Linked DNA regions of Dromaius novaehollandiae: region 2 is linked to region 1. The links are chromatin contacts, called in public Hi-C maps. All regions are on one chromosome and are shown on one strand. The core of a region is the stretch at or near the end of the contact, and the rest is flanking DNA. Distances in the headings are between cores, read along the strand shown.

Region 1 (6,004 bases), core at 121-2,620:
AATTCAGTGACTTTTCTCTCAAATGTTATCTTTTTCATCCCTTTTCTGTCACCACCGATTATTTCATCTTTGTTCGTACTGTACAAGAGCTCTATCATTTTGGTCTCCATCCTCCCCCCACCCTGCTTACATAATATGTCTAAAATCATCCTGACTAACAAAAACAAGTCTACACTTTGGACGTCTCTCACCAAGCTATACCACCTCCTCCTCCTCGTATGTTTGAGGACTTGGCTTCTGAAAATCAGTTTCTTACAGATGGTACTTCCATTTCCTGGCACCAATTGGTTACTTTCAAGTATTAGTCATTGAAGATACACGTTTTATAAAACATGTGAAAAATAAGCAATAGAACAAACAGGGACATAAAGTGAAACACTGCCTTGGTTCTTTCTCAATCTTTCTTCTCGTAAGATAAATACTAGATAGCTTACACCATGTATTTATGCTCAAGCGAGGTTACGACATATGCAGTTCTGAGAAAGTATTACTGCTTTTTTATATTCAGAATAATCATCCCCCAATACGTCACACTAACATCACTGCAGCCTCACATACAGAGTGCTGACTCAGAAAAAGTGAATAGCATTCGTGACCCTGCCACTGCTTTTGTTTGATCATGCACAAGCACTTTACCTTTCAGGGCCTCAGTCTTTCCCTTTGTAAAATGTAAAAAATAAAACTGATCTCTATACTATTATTTGACTTGGGGCTTTTGTGCACTCCTCACTCACCCTAGCCACGTTCCCCACCTCAGCACCCCGGGTGCTGGGAGGCGACCACACGAAACGAGGCGATCTGAGAAATGGACCCGGGGCTGTGCCTGGAAGAGGTTATGGAAGACCATGATGGTTCACACATGCATTTATGCAGGACTACGGTTTAGGTACAGCAAGACAGCCTCTTCTCGTTCTTCCTGGACAGAGGAACAGAAAAATTCACCATGTATCTTCACCACCCTCAGGCCACACACTCCTAACAGAGGGCAGATTCTTCCCACTTGCCTTCCATGAGACGCCCCAGCCACTTTTTCAGCCTTTCCTCCACAGGCCCAAATCCCCTCGGTTTTACCTCACTGAGAGGGAACCTAACACCCCTGTTCACCCAGCCGCACCACGCAGGGCTCTAACGAAGCTCAGCCCTGGCCGGGCTCCCCCTCAGCGCTGCTCCCAGCTCGACCTCGAGGCTCCCGCATCCCCTCAGTCCCCAGCCCCGGCTCCCAAACTCGCTCCAGCCTGTCCCAGCCCCTCAGAACCGCCCTCAGGGGCAGCCCCGGCTCGCTCCCGCCTTTCCCCTCAGGGCCGCCCTGGTTCCCTCGGCTCGCTCCTGCCCCTCCCTCAGGGCCGCCCCGGCTCCCTGGGCTCGCTCCCGCCTCTCCCCTCAGGGCTCCCTCAGCTCGCTCCCGCCTCTCCCCTCAGGGCGGCCACAGCTCCCTCAGCTCGCTCCCGCCTCTCCCCTCAGGGCCGCCCCGGCTCGCTCCCGCCCCTCCCTCAGGGCCACCCCGGCTCCCTGGGCTCGCTCCCGCCTCTCCCCTCAGGGCGGCCCCAGCTCGCTCCCGCCTCTCCCCTCAGGGCGGCCATAGCTCCCTGGGCTCGCTCCCGCCTCTCCCCTCAGGGCCGTCCAGGCTCACTCCTGCCTCTCCCTCAGGGCGGCCCCGGCTTCCTGGGCTCGCTCCCGCCTCTCCCTCAGGGCTCCCTCAGCTCGCTCCCGCCTCTCCCCTCAGGGCGGCCACAGCTCGCTCCCGCCTCTCCCCTCAGGGCGGCCCCAGCTCGCTCCCGCCTCTCCCCTCAGGGCGGCCCCAGCTCGCTCCCGCCTCTCCCCTCAGGCCTCCCTCAGCTCGCTCCCGCCTCTCCCCTCAGGGCCGCCCCGGTTCCCTCAGCTCGCTCCCGCCTCTCCCCTCAGGGCCGCCCCGGCTCCCTCAGCTCGCTCCCGCCTCTCCCCTCAGGGCCGCCCCGGCTCGCTCCCGCCTCTCCCTCAGGTCGGCCCCGGCTTCCTGGGCTCGCTCCCGCCTCTCCCTCAGGGCGGCCACAGCTCGCTCCCGCCTCTCCCTCAGGGCTCCCTGGGCTCGCTCCCGCCTGTCCCCTCAGGGCTCCCTCGGCTCGCTCCCGCCTCTCCCCTCAGGGCTCCCTCAGCTCGCTCCCGCCTCTCCCCTCAGGGCTCCCTCGGCTCGCTCCTGCCTCTCCCCTCAGGGCTCCCTCAGCTCGCTCCCGCCTCTCCCCTCAGGGCCGCCCCGGCTCGCTCCCGCCTCTCCCCTCAGGGCCGCCCCGGCTCGCTCCCGCCTCTCCCTCACGGCCGCCCTGTCCCCTCGGCTCGCTCCCGCCTCTTCCTGAGGGCGGCCCCGGCTCCCTGGGCTCGCTCCTGCCTCTCCCCTCAGGGCAGCCACGGCTCCCTCAGCTCACTCCCGCCTCTCCCCTCAGGGCCGCCCCAGCTCGCTCCCGCCTCTCCCCTCAGGGCCGCCGCTCCTCTCAAGGCCGCCCCGCCGCCTCCCCGCCCCCGAAGGCGGCCCTGCCTCTCACGATCGCCCCGCCTCCCGCGCCATGCGCAGCGGCCGCGGAGCGCCGGGCCTGGTAGAGCGGCCGCCGCCGCGATGCAGCGCACGGAGAAAGTGCTGCAGCTGCGCGGGCAGCAGGGCCGCTCGGTGCGCGTCGTGCGGGAGCACTACCTGCGCGCCGACGTGCCCTGCCGCAGCGCCCTGTGCTGCGCCGCCTGCCCGCGCGGTGAGGGGCTGCGGGCGGCCGCCAGGGCTCCGCGGGGCCGAGGCGGCGGGAGCGGGGGCGCCGGCCGGAGCCCGGGTGCGGCGGGAGGAGGTGGCGGGGCGGGGGGGCACCGAGGCGAAGGCGATCGCTGGGCCGGGCGGGGGCGGCCTGGCAGGACCCGGCGGGAGAGCGGAGCGAGGGGCAGCGAGGAACCGGCTTAAAAGCGGCGGCCGGGGGGGGGGGGGGGGACGCGTTGTGCTGAGCGCGGGGTGAGGAGGGGGCGCGGTGCGGGGTTGGGGGGCGCGGGCCGGCAGAGGACGGAGCGCTCATCGCACCTCCGGCCGCGGCGCCGGGGGGAATCGGGCGGTGCCGGATCAGCGACACAGCGAAAATGCACCTTCAGAGTAAAAATCGGATAAAAAATGAGGTGCTAGGGGGAAAAAAAAGGGTATTGAAAAGAGAAGTTGATACAGGATTTAGCTATTATTATTTCGCTTTTATTATTATTATTTAATGTTGTTACCACTGATCCAAAAATTTTGTGTAAATTCCATCTGTGTGAAAAAAATCTGGTATTATTATTATTGTTATTATTATTTAGCTTTTAACGGTGATAAAAGGCTGAAGGATCGTGCCAGTTTGAAGGGGGGGGAACACCCGTGGTTTTGCACTTCCTTTTTTCAAAAACGCACCAATTCCTGCAGGGCGGTGGTGCATGGTGCGAGTTAAATCCTGTTTCTTGAGTGTTGTTATGGGGCCAAGCAGGTACCTCTGAAACTTTGGTAGTTGGTCCACAGCAGTTAGTTTGGTTCAGCAGTTAAATTTAATTGTCCATGTGGTGCCTGGCCGTCTTGGAAACGCGGAGACTGCTGGCCTCCGTGATCTCTAGCTTTTGCGTTGTTTGTAAAAACATAGTGCAGTGCTATTATGTGCATCACAGACCACCGTGTGGTTGTTCGCTGATACTTCTGTTTTTTTGTTGTTAAATAACACAGTTTATTTGGTGCAAGTAAATAAATGGCAGCTAACACAGCATGTAAGATGTTTAAATCAACTGAATTATCTGCTGGCCTAAGAGAAAAGGCTAAGAATTATAACAGTTTTTCTTCCGAACTGTAGTTGACAGATGTTGTCACTTCTGTTTTGTTTTTAGGTGCCTGCTGAGATGGAGGGCAGCAGTGCAGTGTATTACTGCTATTCAGGATGGCAGGGCAAGGTTGGAGTCACTGCTCTGTAACGGGCCTAGGAGCTGTAGACATGTGTTAGGTATTAATTCCTTTGGTTATGAATTCCCTAAGGATAAGTTATAGGCACATGCCAGACCAAACTCTTGCCTCTCTCTCCATGCCTAACTTCTGGATTTAAATGTAAATTGTGCTGTAATCAGTGTCAGAATACGTCCCTTCGTGATTGTTCTCGGTAACTCAGAAGCGTGGTGAACATTTGTTTTCACTCCTGACTCTTCATGATGTGCTGAGCAGACCTATTTCATGCACTGTGGGAGCCTGCCTGCATAAATCGCATCCACAGATATTTTTAATGGCATGCTGTGCCTAAAGTTACTGTGATCTAGATGTGTATGTTAGGCAAGGATAGCTTAATGTGAGCAGATTGCATGAATCTTCAAGTGATACTTCACTCTTAATCCTCTTCTGAATTATTAACAAAAATTAACTTTGTTATATGTGTTCTGCCATCGTCCCTTATATACCTTCAGCGTGAGATGCAGCCACGTGTCACAATGCAGAATTGTGCCCACTGGATTCACGCTTCTCGGGACTGGAGTTAATAAACCTGACCTGTCAGGATCTGTAGAGTGAATAAAATCTGCCAGCACTATTTTAAGTCCGGCAGTTCAGTGTTTGTAATATCACAAGGGATAAATAGGTGTAGAGAGAAAACGCAGTGGAGATCCCAAGAGAAAAAAGTTTTGCGTAATCTCTGAAGTATCAAAAGCAATTAATTAATTTGGGGGTATGTTTTAAATTTCTTCTGTGATGGGTTTGCTGTGATATTTTGATGGAATATGATTAAGATATGGAGTCTCGTTAGACAGAATTAACTATGATGGTAGTAATTAGATTTGAGAACTTCTCTTTACAATAGCATTGCTTTGCTCCATGCGCACCCTTAGGTGTTTAGGTACAGAAGAGACCCTGCTGTAAGTGGATAGTGTTGAATGGTGAAGTCTGTGGAAGCAGCTTAATGGAAATATTCATAGTTCTGCACGCTTTAAATAATTCCACAAAAAGATTTTCTGTGGCAGATGTATAGTGTCTCTTTTTATGTGGAAGTAGAGAAAATTGGACTGTTACCTGCACTTTTCAAGTGACATCCTTTTCGTCATGAAACCAGGTTGGTTTTTTTTACTCATTTAGATAGAATTTACACAAAATTTTTGAATCGGTGGTAATGAAAGGGCTCAGTCACAAATTGGAGGCATCGTACCATAGAATCGTACCACAGTAGTCATTAAAATTCTGTTGCTCAGAAAAACAGATATACCTTTGAAGATACACAACTAGGATTTCCTCGCATTTGAAATTATTTTTTAAAAAAGACAGTATTGCAATTGAAAGTTTAAATCTTTAAACTTTGAATTATATTTTAGATGGCAAGTTGTTGTCAGATGATGTGACTCACTATGTTGTCCCTGACTGGAAGGTGGTTCAAGATTACCTTGAGATTCTGGAGTTTCCACAGCTGAAAGGTATCATTTTCATGCAGACAGCATGTCAAGCTGTGCAACATCAAAAAGGCCGCAGGTACTTACCCTATACTAACTTATTGTTATTTTAGACTGAAGTAAAGATATTAAATTTGTAAAATGCGTATTTAAGCACAGTATGCTTAATTTGTTTTTAAGTCTTTCAAGTGTTTTGATGTGATTTTATGAACGGGAAAGAGCTACGATCCCTTGGAATACAATGCCCGTTCTATTTTCACATGATAGGAACAATATTAATCCTATACTATTAGGAACTGATCAGATGGCTTGTGACAGGAATTGATGAGTCTTTGCAGCAACAATGTTAATTTCATATGCTAAAGCCAGATTACGCTTCTGTTTTTGTTCCTGACGTGTTAAAGAATGAACACGTCTTTGAGAAGCAAATAGTAATATCATTATATATCTTTCCAGATGTTAACCTGTATATTGCTATACCATATAAGAGTGCAATTTTTTAGGATCAAGGTCTTATATTTTTAAGGCACAGATACCTTTTCAGAAATAGCTTTTGTCCCAGAAGTGATAAAATAAGTTCCTGAACATTTTTGGCTTTTTGTGCTCTGAATGGTCTCTTTGG
Region 2 (5,909 bases), core at 3,029-5,528, 270 kb before region 1:
AGCAGCTGTCCAGACTATGGGAATTGGTCTGTGCATAGAAGAAAGCAACAACTAATAGGGGGGCTCAAATCACAAACTGCAACACAAGAGAAAATAAAATCTTATGAGTGACCCAGTCAACCCCATTCTTCAAGCAGAAAAGTCTGCTCCTACAGGTTCCACAATGGGAAGCTTCTCTGCGTGGCAATAGGGACGCAGCCGACAAGAACCTGAGTTTCTGTACTGCATGCAGCATATCTCATGCCTAGGACATCCTATAGCCTGTAAATAATCGTTCATACATGAAGAAACTTACAGCAGTTTTAAGTTACGTTTGCTTTACTGTCCCTGTTAAGTGTTAAAAAATCATGGTATTCAGGAAGTGTCATTATTTTTGAGGCTCTATACTGCATGTTACACATCACAGAAGCTTATATTTCCCCAACATACAGTAATATAAGTCCAGATTTGATTAACATAAAAAGACCCTTACCAGAAAGTGAGTAATCTGTATTAGTCATCCTCATGGCTGGAGTGTAAGATACACTTGGCATGTCATGGCCCTTCTCCTTCTGTTTCCGTCGATACCACACAAACAGTGCCAGCAAGACCATAATAATTAGAAGGAGAATAATAATTCCAATGATTGCTCCCACTGAGTGCCTCTCTGATCCAAGAGCAGGGCTAATTTTAGTATACGGGTTTAATTCTTCCATCATAAGAGCCGCTGTTAAAAGTAATTCATAACACACTGTAAATTGAATCGCACATTTCATTTTTCAAATACTTTTTTTCTAAAGCAAGTTTACCATTGTTAAAAAAAGAGAGAGAGGGAGAGATTTAGCACATAGAATGGCACTGTACCTTGGTCACATCTGATTCCTTTGAAGCCTGGACTGCAGTAGCAAGTACCTGTGACATGGTCACATGTAGCGTTATTCATGCATTCACATAGTTGTTTGCAACCATAACCAAATGTTCCTGGTGAGCACTCTGGGAAGCCAAAGAAAAAGATTGGAAAGAATCCTATTTTGGGAGGGGGAAGGGAACAGAGGGTGAAATCCTGCCCATGGAAAAGTCAGTCAAAAAGTCTCCCTGGTTTCAGTGTGGCTAGGATAACACCCATAGTATTACATTATTATTTTAAAGCAGGAGATAAATGTGCCTCATTCACAGTTTGGGGTACTACTTATTAAGCTGTAACCTCCTTTCTGGAAAAGTCATACAAGACTTCATAAGGATGAAATCAATAATACATACAGAAACTTAAGAAGACTCGATATGTATTTCAAAGGTAGAGAACTAAATAGAGCATAAAGTCAGAAGTTGTAGACAGCATCTTGAAAGAGCATAGCATTCTCCAAGTTGGCAGATTTTTTCATTGGGGGTTGCAAATGTAATTTTTAATGTACATTTATATGCAACACAATATACTTTTACCATGGAAGCCCACATACTTTCAGAATTATCTCCACTAGGGCTGGAACATGAATACAGCATTGTAGATGGAATTAGAGAACTGAGCATCTGCATGATTTGGTTTGCTCTGCTTCTGTATTAGGATTCCTGTATTTCTATCACAGACAAAATGATTGAATGTCCAACCGAGAAACTTATTCATACAATTACCATGATGGGCTATTACAATAAATCTGTCCGCAACTTGCTAAATTTCTTGAGGCAATATTCAATAACAAATTGAAAGAAACAACTTTTGGCAACTCCTATTTCTTTCCATAGAGAAGAGACTTTATTGAATGTCATTTGCTATGTTTCTTTGGAATATAAGCAATGGACATCAGCCAGTGCCTGTATAATGTTTTGCATTATAAAATTAAATATAAAGTTATGTCTCTTTCTTATATATGCAGATTTCCAAATGAGGAAAAATAAAAATTTTTCAATCAATGCTCAGTCTGATATTAACCTGCAGCATACTTCAAATGAAGAAGGCCTAAATTTTTGGAATGCACCACAGAAATGATGTCTGCATTTAGGCATTTCATCTGAAACGCAGTATGACTGCCATCCAGCAGGATTCAAAGGAGAAGGAAGGCTTAATGAAGAGATACTTTTAGATTAAAGAGTAGAAAAGCAAATAAATACATTGATGGAAGAGAAAACCTTAGGCTTTGTAGATAAGTCAAAGTATACATGTAGCTTATGGTATAAAATCTGCTATGATGCAGTCCTACCACAGGACTTTTTGCATTCCTGCTCTCTGCATGGCTGCAGTAAGGACGTATGCAACGCAACAGTAAGTTGGTCACTTACAGAGGTGGCATATATAATGCCCACATGAGCATGCAAACTTGTTCCTGAGCCACATACTTTACTGAGTGCAAGGATGTGCAAACACAAAAGATGTTTATGAATTTTTTTATATATACAGCTAAAGATCCATGTAGTAAGCTACAGTTAAGAAGCTCTGAGGCAGGCCTTTTATTTGCAAATTCAGCAGGAATGTTATTGTATTACCCTACTGCCAAAAAAAAAAAAGAAAAAACCAACCTGTGGAACTAATGCCATGGTAAGGTGAGATGAATTTCACCCTCTGTTTGGAGTCAAAGTAAGTGTGTGAGAATTTTCTTTTGATTTACTGCATTAGACAAACAAGTAATTATTCAGCTACAGCGCATACAGTTCCACTACCCAGATTCTTCGTTGTTAAAGGAAGCTGTTTGGCACAGCATGCTAAATATACCAGCAAGACATTGACAGCAATTACAATAAGATATGCTGGTATCCTTGCATAGGTAACCCAAGCCCATTCTCCTCACTGCATCACTACTGAAGTTAAACGTACATCCTTCCAAAACTGATAAACAACTTCTGTTTCCTTGATCTGTTTTCACCGTAAACGAACCCCAGCCGAGGGGTGCTCAGCTCTTCGGCCCGCAGGCCCCTGCGTGGCCCTGCAGGTCCAGCTGGGTGATCTGCATTCCAGCGGACGGATGCAGTTGCAGGTAGCGTTTGGAAAAGATTAGTTATTATCTTTAGTAATGCTAGTAGAAGCCAAGCAGTACATGCTCGGTGCATCAAGGCGAGATGTACAATTTATTGGAACTTCAATGGGGTGAGGGTGAAAAACAAAAATGCATGAAACAGGAAGCCCATATTCCAGTCCAGGAATCACTGGATATGATTCTCCCACCCTGTCCCCGGAAAGGCTGATTCTTCCATCTCTCCCAATGGAGCATGAAACTGGCCGTGACATCCTGAATAAAGCAAAGAAACTCACAGCAACAGTCAGATACAAACGCTTCCCTGGACCACACGCAATACCGACTTGCATCTGAGAGTCCTTCCTCTGGGGAACCCATTTGTGATGCCACACATAGGATATGCTGATTTGAGAAAATCTCCTTCAAGTTTAATTGTGAACAGTTTAGGTCTATTATTTCTGCAAGGAATTCTGAAAGAAAGCCCCCACAGGAGAAATGCAAAAATGAAGCAATGTTGCTACTTACTTTGCTCGCACTGTTTGCCTGTAAATCCCGTCCTGCATGTGCATTGCCCCGTGATGTGGTCGCAGTCTGCTCCGTTCTGACACTGACAAACATTGGCACAGTTTTTTCCATAAAAAGCTGCCGGGCAACCTTTCAGGAATTAGAATAAGGAAACACTAAGAAATAAACTGAAACGCAAACTCAGATACATTAACCGCACAAAATATGTAGGCCTATAAACCTGTGTATTTTCAGCCTCTGTATATTTAATAACATTTATTTGATCATCCAAATGCAGAGATACTATGACAGCCAATTTTCTTGAAGTAGTGTTTCTCATATCTTACAGAATTGCCTCTTAAGTGTTTCAGAAAAAAGCAAGTTTGACCCATCTATACAAACTGCATTTTCAAGAAGTGAAAGAAGATGGCTAAACAGAAACTGCCTTAAAGGCCAAATATCAATCAATTACTTGCAAATGAGAGGGCTCCCCAGAATTTGATCTCCTCTTTCATACAGGGCTGATAATTTGGCCCCAGTAGGACCAAAAATTTTCCTACATCAGATCTCACATAGCGAGGCTTTCACAAGCAGGGACAACGCCTGGGACAAATTACGACAATGAATCTATAATCTAAATAATCGATTCCTCCTTCACTGAGTGGAAACGGCATAAAAAAAACTCGAAAAGCTTCAGGGCTATTTTCTCCACGATGACAGAAGTTATTCACAAGCACTAGGCGGGTGGTTTAGCAGGCAGGACTGCAATATTTGGAACAGACACGAGGTAGCAGCACACACTTTGACAGATTCCCTGGCAGAATAGTGTCTGGGAAAGGCTTACGCTGAGTGCAGTAGAGCCCAGTCCAACCATGAGTACATCTGCATTCTCCATCGTAAGGGCTGCACATTGCTCCGTTGTGGCAGTTGCATGAATGAAAGCAATCAGGACCCCAAAAGCCAGTGGGACAAGCTAGGAAAATAAAAAAGATTTGTCAGCTGACAAAAAAGCAATGATACCGCATTGGTGCTGCGGAGGAACAGCAATAAAGACAGAACCTGGGAGACCCCAGCAAAGGCAGAACTTCGCATTGCAGAGCTTAGCATCGCCGCAGCAATTTCCCGGCGAAGAGCGCTTCTCCCGAGCCAATCGCTGCTTTGCCCTGTCAGGTTGCAAACCTGCAGCCTGACCCCAGCTGTCAAACCCTGGCCCAAGTACTTTTCTCCCCACGTAGATCAGATTGCAAGATCGGGTGCCTATGTGCACCGGGAGCCACTGAAACAGTGACCCTTGACAGTGCATTACTCTAAGTGCTCTATCCACTCTCCCTGCCTTCCTGGCATTATCTGTGAAGACAATCTAGACAGGGTTTTAAGATATGGAAGTAATTTAATTTTCTTTTTGATATTCCGGAATTCTTGCATAATAAAGTACAGCTATTCATGGTTTACATTTGCTATGCAATCAACTACTAAAATTACCACATTCATTTGAAGTATAGAGCGCCACTCAGATTACGTAAAAATGTAAAGAAAACTTATTATCAGTATGAATTCCCATCCACAAAATCAGATTGCTTTTGTTGATGGGGCTAATATTAAATTAAAATCTCCAGGTCTATTATATAGTTCAACAAGTACAATATTAATACATTTTCAAAAGTTATTTTAAGCCACCCTCCAAAAGTGAATGCAGTAAGTTACACAGTTATTAGTGCCAGACTAAAAGATCCAAAATGATGATAACCCTTCAATATAACAACTATATTTTTGCTTTAAAAAGCACTTTCCATTGCTTCCTATTAAAGACATGAATTAATAAGGCATGGTTCCCAGGAAACCTGAAAGTACAGAAACAGTGCCTATTTCGATGCGTGCCATTGGCTCCAGTTCTGACGATAAATGCAAGTTTCTGGCATATGACAGACATATCTAAAGCCAAAATGAATAGCAAAAATTCTGCCATGACGTAAATCAAACAAAAGGTCACTGAACTCACACAATATCAATCTGAACAGGATTTGGCCTAAAGTATTTGTGCTACAAGCAACCCGAAATGCTTCAACAATGCCTTTGTACGCAAGAGCTGCAGGGTCTGTGAATATCTCCAGGACTGGCTCTGGAATTGGAGCTAAAATTATTTCCTTTGCAGCTCCATCTCTCGGTCATCCCAGGTTAACCGGTGCACAGAACGGCTTGACCGAAAAAGCTCTGGTATGCTAGGCCAGGTACCGGCAGGGGCCGGGCATGAGGCCAGGTTCGTGGTGGGAGATGTACAGTTCCCTTACAAGGAGGTAACTGAGGAAACAGTGAGGTTCCTACTTTGTGAGTCCAAAATACAAAGTAGCTATCACCACATCCTTCTGGCTAAATTGGAAATTGTTGCTGTTGAACCGGCCTGCCTCACTCAGCAAGCGAAAAACTCATTTTTTTTCAAGGTTAACAGAAACTAACCGTCATTTCCCAATTACATGGCTAAAT

Evidence for each region. A called contact is a pair of places that touch in the nucleus more often than the background predicts.
Region 2: a Hi-C map of brain shows a contact between it and region 1, with 8 times the contacts expected there. The contact joins the enhancer-like site here to the promoter of MEGF11 in region 1. A contact is called at or near these places in 3 of 4 Hi-C or Micro-C datasets (brain, liver and ovary).

What each region holds. Positions count from the first base shown.
Region 1 is chr10:2,835,818-2,841,821 of bDroNov1.hap1, reverse strand. It overlaps MEGF11 (multiple EGF like domains 11), which reads right to left and starts at 1,370. Exons shown (of 27, transcript XM_064517860.1): 1 at 735-1,370. It overlaps DIS3L (DIS3 like exosome 3'-5' exoribonuclease), which reads left to right and starts at 2,490. Exons shown (of 17, transcript XM_064517857.1): 1 at 2,490-2,717; 2 at 5,308-5,461. The coding sequence starts at 2,588.
Region 2 is chr10:3,105,835-3,111,743 of bDroNov1.hap1, reverse strand. MEGF11 (multiple EGF like domains 11) reads right to left here. Exons shown (of 27, transcript XM_064517860.1): 19 at 4,273-4,401; 20 at 3,450-3,578; 21 at 844-972; 22 at 473-706. Among named protein-coding and RNA genes, the nearest start is that of RAB11A, 52 kb to the left of the region's middle. Within about 2 kb of position 4,278, at least 1 of the 2 cell types and tissues checked has open chromatin away from gene starts, as enhancers often do.